2 separate regions of the Gossypium hirsutum genome follow, and region 1 is linked to region 2. Evidence: chromatin contacts called from public Hi-C data. All regions are on one chromosome and are shown on one strand. The core of a region is the stretch at or near the end of the contact, and the rest is flanking DNA. Distances in the headings are between cores, read along the strand shown. Region 1 holds the start of LOC121212717 (a long non-coding RNA gene). Region 2 holds the start of LOC107893735 (nuclear envelope-associated protein 2).

What was found. A called contact is a pair of places that touch in the nucleus more often than the background predicts.
Region 1: a Hi-C map of leaf shows a contact between it and region 2, with 2.1 times the contacts expected there. The contact joins the enhancer-like site here to the promoter of LOC107893735 in region 2. A contact is called at or near these places in 2 of 34 Hi-C or Micro-C datasets (both in leaf).

What each region holds. Positions count from the first base shown.
Region 1 is chrA13:81,002,002-81,008,110 of Gossypium_hirsutum_v2.1, forward strand. It overlaps LOC121212717 (a long non-coding RNA gene), which reads right to left and starts at 4,989. Exons shown (of 3, transcript XR_005908042.1): 1 at 4,194-4,989; 2 at 3,985-4,045; 3 at 1,276-3,902. Within about 2 kb of position 1,875, at least 6 of the 9 cell types and tissues checked have an H3K27ac peak or open chromatin away from gene starts, as enhancers often do. A contact at or near this core is called in leaf, where this site is marked.
Region 2 is chrA13:80,505,890-80,512,409 of Gossypium_hirsutum_v2.1, forward strand. LOC107893735 (nuclear envelope-associated protein 2) reads right to left here and starts at 3,347. Exons shown (of 6, transcript XM_016818801.2): 1 at 3,103-3,347; 2 at 2,168-2,509; 3 at 1,893-2,000; 4 at 378-839; 5 at 161-262. The coding sequence starts at 2,362.

The sequences.
Region 1 (6,109 bases), core at 625-3,124, 490 kb after region 2:
TAATTGAGAGATTTTGTAGGGGGTTTATGGAGTATGATACAAAAATTTTGAAAAGGGTTTCAACAATTATATACGAATTCTGTATTGGTTGATGTTCAATGACCGCTAAAAAGAAAGAAGAGGCTCATATTCTCCTTGGGTATTTGTTCATAGTCAATTTCAAGTATGAATGGTTAACCCTATTTTACTTTTATTTTGGATGTCTGGGTCACAGTGATTCTTTCTGCAAAATAAGGATGGAGACTGAGACTGATGTTATGGAAATGAGATGAGATTTAACAATCCGTGCTCAATCAAGGAGGGCTCTGGCAATGAACAATATATGGATAAAAAGAGAAGGAGGAAAAGGGTGTGGAGGAGCAATGTCAGATATGGTTAATCTTGTGTTGGGGGTGAATTTGGAAGGAGAATCAAATGGTGGGTCGGGTCAAATAGAAATGGAACATGATTCTAGGGAGTGTCCTTTTGAGGGGGTGAAGGGAAGAAACGGCTACGATGAGAAGAAGATTCTCAAAATGGATCGAGAATAGATGACTCTAGGAAAAGAAGAGAAAGAATGATGGTAGTTAAACCTCATTATTTATCGGTGGCTGCCAAAGGGCAAGCCGACCGGTCGCAATGAAACTCCAAAGTTGGAATGTCTGTGGGTTGGGGAACCCACAGGCTGTTAGAAGACTTTGGCATACGCTGAAGACGTCTAATCCCCAACTGGTCTTCTTTATGGAGATAAAACTAAATGGTAAAAGAATGGAAGCAGTGAGGAGACGATGTGGTTTTGTTAATAGGATTGAGGTGGGAGCTGATGGTTCTCATGGAAGCCTCTGTTTAGCATGGAAAGAGGACCTAATTATCACTTTACATAGTTTCTCTATGAACCATATGGATGTGGAGGTAAAAGGGAAAGAGAAAGATGGGGGATTGGAAATTTACAAGTTTTTATGAAACCTCGTTTATTAGGAATAAGAGCGATTTGTGAAATGTTCTTAGGAATTTGGGGATTATCAAGATCTTCCACGGCTTGTGTACGGGGATTTTAATGAAATTATATATTTTTTTGAGAAAGTGAGGGTATTACAAGGGACAAACGGAGAATAGAGACGTTTCGGAAAGTTTGGAGAAGTATCGTTTATTGGATGTGGGCTATTCTGGGACATGGTTACTTGGGAGAGAGGGAATTCACAAAAAAAAAAATCAGGAACAATTGGATGGAGGTGTGGAAAATGATGGTTGGTTGGGTAGATTTCTAAATGCTAGTGTTTATCACATACCCCATTCTTTCTCTGATCATTGCCCACTTTTAGTTCATACGGATATTCAAGGAAATGTGAGGGTAATAAAAAATTCTGTTTCGAAGTTTAGTGCACAATGGAAAAGTCTTTTGAAGGAGAAATAAAACAAATTTGGGAATTGAGTAGGGGGATATATTTGCTAAGCTAGAGAGTCTTTGATTAGAACTAAGGAGTTGGGAAAGACAGATAAAGGAGAAATGACACAGTTTGAAAAAGTCTTTGACTAAGAAATTGGAGCAATTATTGGTCTCAGATCGGGATGATGGTAATTTGGCAGAACTTATTAATATAAGAGTTCATTTGAATTGGGAGATTGATAAGGATGAAGCTTTCTGAAAACAAAAAGCGAGAGTCAATTGGTTAAAGTAGGGGATAGAAACACGACTTATTTCTATAATTATGCTTCACAGCGCATGAAAAATAATATGGTTAAATGTTTGGAGTATGGAGATGGAAGGGGAACTAGGGAAGGTACGGAGATGGCAGAAATCGCAAGGGTTTTTTTTGAAGATTTATTTGCGGCAAAGGGGATGGGTGAGTTAACTTATATTTTGTCCAAGGTAGGGAGATGTATTACTGATGACTTGAATATGATGTTAACAGGGACATACACAGAGGAGGAAGTCTATACGGCCTTAAGGGATATGGGTCCAACTAAGGCACCAGATTTGGATGGCTTTTCGACATTATTCTATCAAAGATATTGGCATATTGTGGGACATGATTTAAGTCTCTATTTTTTGGGCATTTTAAATTATGGTAAGGAACTTGACCCTGTGAATGTTACAAACATTGTTCTCATACCAAAAAATCCCTCACCCCACTAATATAACGAATTTTAGACTCATCAGCTTATGTAATGTTTTATATAAGATAATTGCAAAAATGGTGGCCAATCGATTTCAAAAGACTTTTGATGTTTGCATTGATGGTCCTCAAAGTGTATTTATGCCAGGACGTCTGATTTCGGGTAATGTATTACTTGCATATGAGATTTTGCATAATTTCAGGAAAAAACGAGTTGGACGAAAGGGTTTTATGGCTTTAAAATTGGACATGGGCAAGGCGTATGATCGAGTTGAGTGGTGTTTCTAAGGGCAATGATGGAACAAAGGGGTTTTCCATAAGTCTTGGTAGATATTATGATGAAGTGTGCCTCGACAATCTTTTATTTTGTTAGTATTAATGGGATCATGGGAGAGTTCTTTTGGCCTTTTAGAGGACTACAACAAGGGGACCTTTTAAGTCCATTTCTATTTCTAATTTGCAGTGAGCGACTGTCTTCTCTAATAAGACTTGCGGTTAAAGAGGGCCTGACAAAAGGAGTAAAGGCAAGTAGGAATGGGCCTCAAATTTCACATCTACTCTTTGCAAATGATTGCGTTCTTTTTGGGAGGCTTCAGAGAGGGGTGTACATGTCATTAAATGGATTTTGGAAGAGTATGAAGTATGTTCCGGACAATGTATGAATTTTGGAAAATCTACGATTTTTTATAGTGCAAATACTTCTAATATGGTTAGGGTGCAACTATCAACGGAATTGAGAGTTCGCTGCTCAAATAACCCAGAGAGATACCTAGGCTTTCCTAATGTAGTTGGTAGAAATAAAAAAGCTTTGTATCAGGTTTTGAAGGATCTGATGAAAAGGAAAATTGATGGGTGGAATACAAGATTTCTCTCATAATGGGGTAAGGAGGTATTTATAAAGTTAGTACTTCAAGCCATACCGACGTTTCTATGGCCTGTTTCTTATTGCCGAAATCTTTGTGTGGGGAAATGGAAAGTATTGTGGCAAGATTTTTATGGCAGAAGGATCATGGGCGTCGGGGTATTCACTGGTGTGAATGGGGAAGAATATGCAATTTGAAAGAGGAAGAGGGTTTGAGTTTTTGAAGTTTTGAGAAATTTAATGTGGTTCTCGTAGCCAAACAAGGATGGAGACTTATTAATTATCCCAATTCTTTAATTGCTTGGGTTTTGAAAGTCAAATATTACCCTCGATCTGATTTTTTCACTGCTAGCTTAAGACATAGGGCGTTAGTATACTTGGAGAAGTATCTGGTCAGCGAAAAAGTTGCTATGTGATGGGATCAGATGGAGAGTGGGTACGAGAGATAGGATTTCAATTGATAATCATGCATGGATTCCTGGTTTAGATGATTATAAATTAAGGAATGGGGTTAGAAATGATAATTATATGCTTGTTGTTGATTTAATTGATAGTGAAAATAAAGAAAGGATGAGGGAGCCTATTTTGGATACCTTTTTGAGTATTGATGTAGATAGAATCTGAGCATTCCTTCGGCTAGTATTCATCATGAGGATGTGATGGTGTGGAGAGGCGAGCCTTCAAGGGACTTTTCTGTGTGAAGCGCCTACAAACTGGTATTTCTACCCCTACTTTTAATGAGATACAGACCAATGCTAGGGATTTCTATAGGAAGCTATGGGGCCTAAAGCTTTCGACTAAAATTAAAATTACAATTTGGTGAATTTCAAAGAATTATATTCCTACTTTAACAAATTTGTATTTTAAGAGACTTATGTTAAGTCTGATATGCCCGAGATGTGGTAATGTTGTTGAAAATTTGGACCATGTCTTTCGTGGTTGCCCTGTTACAATTTAAGTTTGGATGTTATTAGGGTTTCATGGAATTATGTCAAATTTTGACCAAGGATTTTTCAAATGGCTTACCTGGGTCTTTAGAGAATGTTTTGTTACCCAAAAGCGAGTATTTTGTGTTACACTATGGAGCCTGTAGCCAGATAGAAACAAGAAGGTGCACGAAAAAATCAATAAAATAGGTAGGGCGATTGCCACTTCTATATCTTGTTACATAAAAGAATTGGAAATTGAGGAGGTAAGGGAAGTAACCAAATGATGTGAGGAAAGAAAATGGGAACCTCCTGTAGGGGCGAGAATCAAAAAAACTTTGATGCGGCCTTTGATGAAGTGCATTCTAGATTGGGACCGGGAATCGTTGTTAGGAATGCTTTGGGTACAGTTTTGGTATCTCATTCGATTCTGCATGTTGCGGTTGGAACGATTTTTGTAGCCGAGGCCCTCGCGTGTTCATGGGCAATACAAATGGGCTTAGAAATGAGGTTAACCAAAGTAGTTATAGAAGGAGATTCAATTACAATCATCAAAAAATGCAACAAGAATATACACGATAGATCTGAAATAAGGGCCTATATTCGAAACATCTAACAGAAGATGAACAGTTTTACTTTTATTTAGCTTAAACATGCAAGTCATTTTGGAAATCAGTTAGCCTATCTTTTAGCAAAGGAGAGTTTGATATCTGGTGAAGGCTTTTCCCTGGAAGATGTTGTCCCGAGTTATACGATGAGGACGATGGAAGCTGAATAGGTGTGAGAGACGGACTGATGAGGATTGGAAGCAAGTTTTCCAGCCCTGGTGAAAGGAAAGAAAGGATGAGAACTCTTTTCTTGTGTTTTTTTTGGATATATGCAAAATGGGGGTTGGAAAAGGAAACTAAATGAAACTATCAGATTCTGAAATGACTAATGATGGGATAAAGACGGCTTTACTTTTCCTGTTTGGCTGGGCTAGGTAGTTTATTTTTTAATTGTTTGTTTTGGTTCTATGTTTCTTTTCTGGTTTTGGGCTCGGTGGCGTCATGCCAGATCATTTACATTGTGTTATCATTTTTCTTCTTTTAATAACAAAGCATGGTCTTTTATTCAAAAAAAAAACCTTTATACATAAACAAACAATTACTAAAATTCAAAATTTTTTTTATTTATATATTTTCTAAGCTATTTTTATACATCATAAAATGCACCAAAAGGATTAAAACATTGCTACACATCAATTTTTTCAATAAAATTAATTTTAATATTTTTTAAACTTTATATAATTTAAAAAAATAGTCTTGAATGAATCTAGACATATTATTGTTCGAATTCTAGACTTTAACTTTTAAATTGTTTTTATTAATTTTTAATTTTTTAAATTTTTTTTTTCAATTTTTAGATATTTTTATAAATTTTAATAATGTTTTACAAATTTTTAAAAAGCTAATATTTTTTTAAATTATTTTAAAAAATTAAGCTTTGAAACGAAGGAAACTAGACAACCATATGTCCAAATTTATTTTAGTAAAAAAACTTTAAATATTCCTTTTAATTTAAAAAATAATAATTTTTTTATTGACATGGCATGCCACATCAGCAACTATCATTGACATGGAGTACATCATCAGTGTCATTAATGGCCACATCAACACTACAATGGTCTACGTTAATCAAAGGGCCTATTTGGCCAAACCTGTTAATTCAGAAGCTCAGTTGGGTGCAAAAAGTTTAAAGGGACTTAGTTGATTTTTTTAAAAAAGTTGGATGGCCAAAAAACCCATTAAGCCAAAACTAAATCAAGATCTTTCATATTAGATCATTAAGAATAAAATTAGATACGAAATTGTACCTAAATCATCAATATCTTGAAATCTTTTGTGATTTAATCATCCAAATTAGCACACAAAGTATTTTAGAGAAAGTGGACTATAATATGTTTGGAAGTTATGAAGTTTTGGATCATATTTCTAATATATAACTTTTACGTATTAACCTTAATTTCTAATAAACCTATTAATTAGAAAATAGTTACTAGAGTAACTATACATATTTGTCCTATGCTTTATTTAATAACTAAAACCCGATAAACCTTAATCTTTTCAAATCACTTTTAATTCGAGCTGAGATTTTAGGATAGTAAATAATAGGCTTCAAATATAAAAAATCTTGTGTATAACAATTTGATAATCATTTGAGTTCGAGTTCTCAGTCGAAAACAA
Region 2 (6,520 bases), core at 2,097-4,596:
TGACCAATTTGCACAATGAAAAGTTCAAACAGGGATCTAAACAGATTAGCAATCCAAGCATTTTCAGTTCTGATGCAACCGAACTTCTAAGAAACAGCACATTAGCAGCATACGATCACTAAAATCGTACTTTAAGAACATAGCATTATATTAATATTACCCTTTGGAGTTTTCGTGTCTGAGAACGAGCTTCCTGGAGACAAAATTCCAACTTCAACACCCTCTTTTTCAGTTCTTGATCAGCTCGCCGCTGTTTCTCTAACTGCCCCATAAGATAGATAAATAATCGTTAAAAAATATATTATAAATATATCTATATAAAAAGGGTGAAGCGATAATAAAATTCAAAGGCAGCTTATGCATACGCATAAAAATACCTGTGATTCCAGTTCTTTGGTTTTAAGCTTCCAGTGCGCTGACATAATCCTAATTTCATCTTTCAGTTTGGTTATTTCTTCATCCTTGACAGTTAAAAGCTTATTAATCTTTTCAAAATTCTTGGGAGAAAACTCATCCAAAAGTTTCCTGAGCTCACAGTCCTTATTTGCTCCAGCCCTAGCAACAGCTTGCATGATATCATGCTCAATTCTCAAGACCTCATCTTTCAGCAGCTTTTGCGAACATTCCCTAGCCTGGAGATCCTTCTGCAAATTATCTAGTTGCTCTCCTAACCTAGTTACACGATCCTCATGCTCCTTCAATGACTTATTCTTCTCATCCAACTCCTTTAACAATGTTACACACTGCAGTTGCGCTGACTGAGCTGATGCTGCACTAGCATCAGCAGTTGCTTGTGTCACAGAAAGCTGTGATCTAAGATCATCCAATTCCCTTAGATACTGAGAGGCAAATTACAAAGTCACATCAGAATCATGCAAGTGGATTTGGCTAACGAAAAAGGAAAATCATTGAAGCAGCAACACCAAAGGACATACTTTACACGAAAGGTAAAATAGATGATGAACTGGAAGCAAGATTATAAATAGAGGCCTAAGGTAGCCTCATAACCATCCACACTATTGCATTTCACATAAGATCATATACTTTTCAATGCGGAAAGACATATTTGAGCTTCTTTAAGAATGATTAAGTAAAAAAACAATTATGATCTAACAGCAACTGATATCCAAAGTTGGAAATTTTGAAGCCTTATTTCCTATCTAACCGGTGCCTTCTATAAAGTAACAATAAACATGTCAGCAATTAGTACAGGGAATATCAGCAAAGGTCGAAATTGGTGCAATATTTAGTAAGACTTAAAACATGAGTTTTAAAGATTTAACATATTTATTGAAATATATAAAATTTAACAATTATGTAAGAACATTACCATAACCTAATGCTTCATGATTAAATCATAAACATTCCTCCTAGTACACTTAAAAAGGTGAAAGCTGTTTCCATGTGGCTTCAAATTACTTAGACAGAGAAGAAATTAGAAGTAAATTTATAACTTGGCAAAATATGGAGGGTGTTGCATGGCTGCATAAAGTCTAATTTAGTGACCACCACTAATCTTATGTGTAAAGACAACAATTTCCCGAATTATACAAATTTCAATAAAGAGGAAATATTAAAATAAGATTAAAAACACTTGGTCACCTTTCCTTTGATGGGCTCCCTCAACACATAACTAAAGAGGAAAAGCCAAAAAGGCTTGATAAAAGATGCGTGGATCATCATCAACAACTTCAAAAGATCAAGATAAAATAAAAGATCCATTTAAGGACAGATCAACCACCATAGCAGATAATACAATCATTAGGACATGATGGGTTTTTCCAAATCATGAATCAACACGCAAAAATGAAATATGACCACGGCATTATTAGGCTAATTAATCAGCAAAAGAAATGAAAAAAGTTTCAAGAACCAGAATTTATGTAGGTGACCTTCTCAGCAGCAGAGGCTGAAGCTTGAAGCTGCCCATTTCTCTCCTCTAACCTCGTCTGCAATTTAAATATTTCCTCTTCCATGTGCCTTGCCTTTGTCTCCGCTTCCTGATTTAAAAAAATAATAATAATAATAATAAGAAGCGAATCAGGTTTACCAGTAAACAAGTTCTTGACCCCACAAAGAAAGACCCAAAAAGAGAAATATTCAAATGGGAACTGAAAGTTTAACACAAAAAGACACGGAAAAGGAGGCACCATCAGCAATCACATGCCTGTCTTGTTAGGGTTTCTTGAGCAAATGACTGCTCCTGCGACGCCAAACGGCTTCTAACCTCCTTCAACTCCGCCGCCAGCGACACCACGTTACGCCGGAAACTCTGCTTCTTCTCATTCAAATCCTTCAATAAAGGATCAAAATCCATAGAAGATGATGAAGACGGAAGGGATGATTGATTAGACACTGACATCAGGGATAGCACGCTCTTGATCCAACGGTGAGTTGAAGATCTGATCGTGAATGCATGCACAGACCCTTGAAGGGGGCAAAAAAAAAAGAACAGATGACTTAGGGGAAGAGTCCTAGTCTTTGGTTGTAGCAATCTGTGCTGCCATATCTGCATGTGAACATGGTGGTTGTGCATTTAATTCAAGTGGGACAGCAAGCAACAAGTTTGAAAAATATAAAGATATAATGCAATGATAATACTCACAAGATTTAAAAGAAGAATAAATATTTGGAAGCAATGAAATGGATGGAATAAATCTGGTCCAAGCGAAGAGAAAAAAAAAAAAGAGAATGCTAAATAGATGCTTAATGGAAGGAGAGCGATAGAGGTGTTTATAAACCACAACCATAACCATCTGAATAATAAAGTCTTGTAATTATTTATCAAGACATAGAGAGAGAAAAAGAAAGAGACTTGCAGAGAGAGATAGAGAGAGAACAGCTTTTTGAATTTGAAATATGCGGAAAAAATAAAATAAAATAAAATTCAAATTTGAAATAGTTTGAAAATGGAAAAAAAGAAAAAAATTTCTTGGGAAAGCGGAAAGAAAGATGAAACAGAAACAACGCTGTACTCGGAAGGAGAGAAAAGGCAAAGAAAAAAAACCCAGAAAATATTTTTGGCTTTAACAGAAAAACAAACAAAATAAAAGAGAGTGAGAATCATGATGGGCGGATTGAGCGAGGAAAAGAGTCACCAACCTATGGTAGGAGCTTCACTTCTCTTCTCTTCTCTTCACTGTATCTGTCTCAAAGCAAAGCAGAAATGAAATTTTTAACATGGGATTTGCGAATAAGCTTGTGCTCTGCTCTGTGAAATTTTCCCCCTAAGATGAGATCGGATCCGAGGATGTTTTAATTTTGTAATGGAAACAGAGGAAGGATTAGATTAGAAGGGATACTAATTGATTGATTAGTTCTTTCCAATTATTATTTGTTTTTTAATTAATTCATGGTCTTGAGTTATTTAGGTAATTAATATTTAATTATGTTTGGTCCTGATTCCGAACCTGGGGTAATGTGATAATGCCAAAATCCTAAGCTGTGTTTTGTAATGTGGTGGGTTCTGTTTGGCAGATTTGACATTTCACAATCTTTTTTTTTTTTTTTTCGGTTTCCCACTGACTCCAGCCGTGAAACGAGAGTAGCGCGGCAAATCCAAATTTTTGGTTAGCTGCTTGCTAAGCCTAAGGGGAATCTTGCCGCGTGGACTTCTTTCTCTATCATCCGTTCGATCTGTTTTTGTTACCTACCTACTAGTCACACTGTCACCTGCTTGGGCTTGGGCTCGGGCTCGGGCTCCGAGCCCTTTTCTGCTTAAATAATTATTTAGGCTGTTCCATTTCACTTCTTCATTCCTTTTTCATTTTTTCTTGGAATATATGGTAAGTTGTTAGTAAATTTTTACATTTCTTGAAAGATATGGTAATTTAGAGAGTTTCACATATTTTTTATGTTATAAATATTAAAATTTTGATTTTGATTAATTTTATCTATTTTAAAAAAATAAATACATCAAAAAATATTTTTTTACAATATAAAAATGGAAAAACTCTCTCTGATCCCCGATAACGTTTCCCCCCCTTAGGCAGTAAGCGGTGGCGATGGATCTCGATCGGATTCTGATCGTACGACTAAGAAAGTACGGTTCAAAGGTGGAATCGGAGAAGAAGACACTGAGATGGTGAAGACTCTGGATCGAGCCTAAAGATATCCTGGAAGGATAAACTTTTAGGAACCAATTCTGGAGGAATAGACGTTGGTAAGATGGGTCTTCTAGTCTAGATGTTGATGAAGATCTTGAGTTTTTAGAAGGAGACATTCACAGATCTGTTGTTAATGGTATTCCTTCCATTGACTTCTCTGAACGGATTCAAAATATTTTAGTCAAAGAGATGGAACTCACGGTAATATTGAAATTACTAGGAAGAAACATTGGCTATGAGGCTCTTAACAATCGTATTAGCAGTCTTTGGAACACTGCCAAGCCATTCCATCTCATGGATATTGAAAATGGATACTTTTTGGCTAAGTTCCAATCTTTCGACGATTACACTAAAGTTCTGGCGCAGGGTCCGTGGATGGTGTATGGACAATATTTAACAGTTCAACCCTGGACAAAAGAGTTTTGCCCTTCACAACCCTATCCAAGTTTAGTGTTGGCATGGATTAGACTACCTGGTCTTCCAGGTTATTTATACAAGAAGAAAATTATCAAGGTAATTGGGAATACCATTGGGAAAGTGGTTCACTTGGACTTTAATACTGATAGCAGGACTAGAGGCAGGTTCGCCAGGATAGCAGCATACATTAATCTGGATAGACCCTTGGTTGCTCAAGTTCTCGTGAATGGCAGAATTTAGAAAGTTGAGTATGAAGCGTTGCCGACCATATGCTTCTCCTGCGGGAAGTATGGACATACCAAGGATCTCTGTATTGTGACGCAATCGGAATCTAGAACGGAGAAGTAGACGGCGAGGGTTGATCCGGTGGCGGTGGAGAAAAGAGATGATACTGCAACTTACGGACCATGGATGGTGGTCGAACGTAAAAGCAGACGAAATTCTCGGAATAATGGTTCTATTAGAACAGAGAACAAGGAGGAAGGCAAATCCGGTTCCCGATTTGGCGCTTTGGCTGTTATGGAAGGTGAGTCTGATTTGGGAAAGGAGAAGGATAAGGGTGATAAAGGAATTGGGGCTGATTTTCAGGTGAAATTAAAGGCTATTGATTTTGGGAAGAAACAGAAGCTCAACTTTCGAGATAATGGAAAAAATAATAGGAGCAGTCGGATGGGGGGAATTATTCTAGATAATGGGCTGTCTAATGCCATTATAGCAGACCCAGATATCAATAGGCCAGTGGTGGGTTCGACCCAGCGAGCTGCTGATTCAAATATTGATAAACGGGCTGATGACCCAAAATTGCCTAGTGTGATCCAGACCAGTAATCCAGTCAAGTCAAGTTGTCAGGATTTGGGCTTTACGCACAGTGATCCTGGGAGTTCTTCTAAGCAACTTTTTATTTCAGAATTTAATTATTCGGATAGAGTGGACTTTAATAATTTGCAAAATTCCAATTTTAATAATATGCCTGTGAATTTCTCGTGCATTAACCCTATGTTTGTTGACCAGGGGGAAAATAATATTGAGGATGTTAATACAGCTTTTAAAACTGTTGTCTCGGTGCCAGAATTTACTGAAGTACAGATTGTTAATGCTACCGAAGGCTTGAATAGCACCAAGCATACTGCGGTCTCGATTAAAGAGAAGAAATTAGCTGATAATAGTAATACGGGGAAGGTCTCCTTGCAGAATTTTGAGGTTAGCAAAATTCGGACTACACAGAAATTAACGGGAGGTAAAGATGGGGGGTTTCGAGCCACAAGGAAAATCAATAAAGTCTCGTATGGGAAAGGGAATTTTTTTAAAATTAAAAATCCCTCCAAAATCCCTTTGAGAGACTCTATGACCAAGCTAGCTTAGGCTATTACGAACGTGCAGGGAGTGGACCCTGGTACGGGGGATGGTAAAACAAATTAATTATGTTTTGTTAATTGTTGTCTAGTGATTGTTTTGAGATCCTTGTTCATTTGTTTATTTTCTAGTTTAATTTTTCTATGGACTCTAATATTTCAATCTTTTCTCAGAATTGCTAAGGGTGTGCAAGTAGTAAGTTTATCCGTGCTTTTTGTGAGTATAATTTAGAGCACAATCCGAACATTGTGTGCTTATTAGAACCTAGAGTTAGTGGCCCAAAAGCTAATTCTATTATTGGTAAATTGGGTTTGATTTTTCTCATCGCATTGAATCTGTTGGTTTTTCAGGTGGCATATAGGTCGGATGGAAAGATTATCTCTATTAAAATTATTCACAATCATCCCCAATTTATGCTTTTATGCATCTAGGGGAATAATTTTTATAGTTCTTTTTTCCCTTTTGTTGTGTATGGTAATCCTAATAAAAGTAAGAGGAGATCTTTGTGGACTGACTTATTGAATGTTTTACCTCAGGAACATTTGCCATGGTTGATTTTGGGAGATTTTAATGCCATCCTCTCTAATAAAGACAAAAAGAGTGATCAGTCTATTGGTAAGAGATGTAATTTCTTTGGCAATTTT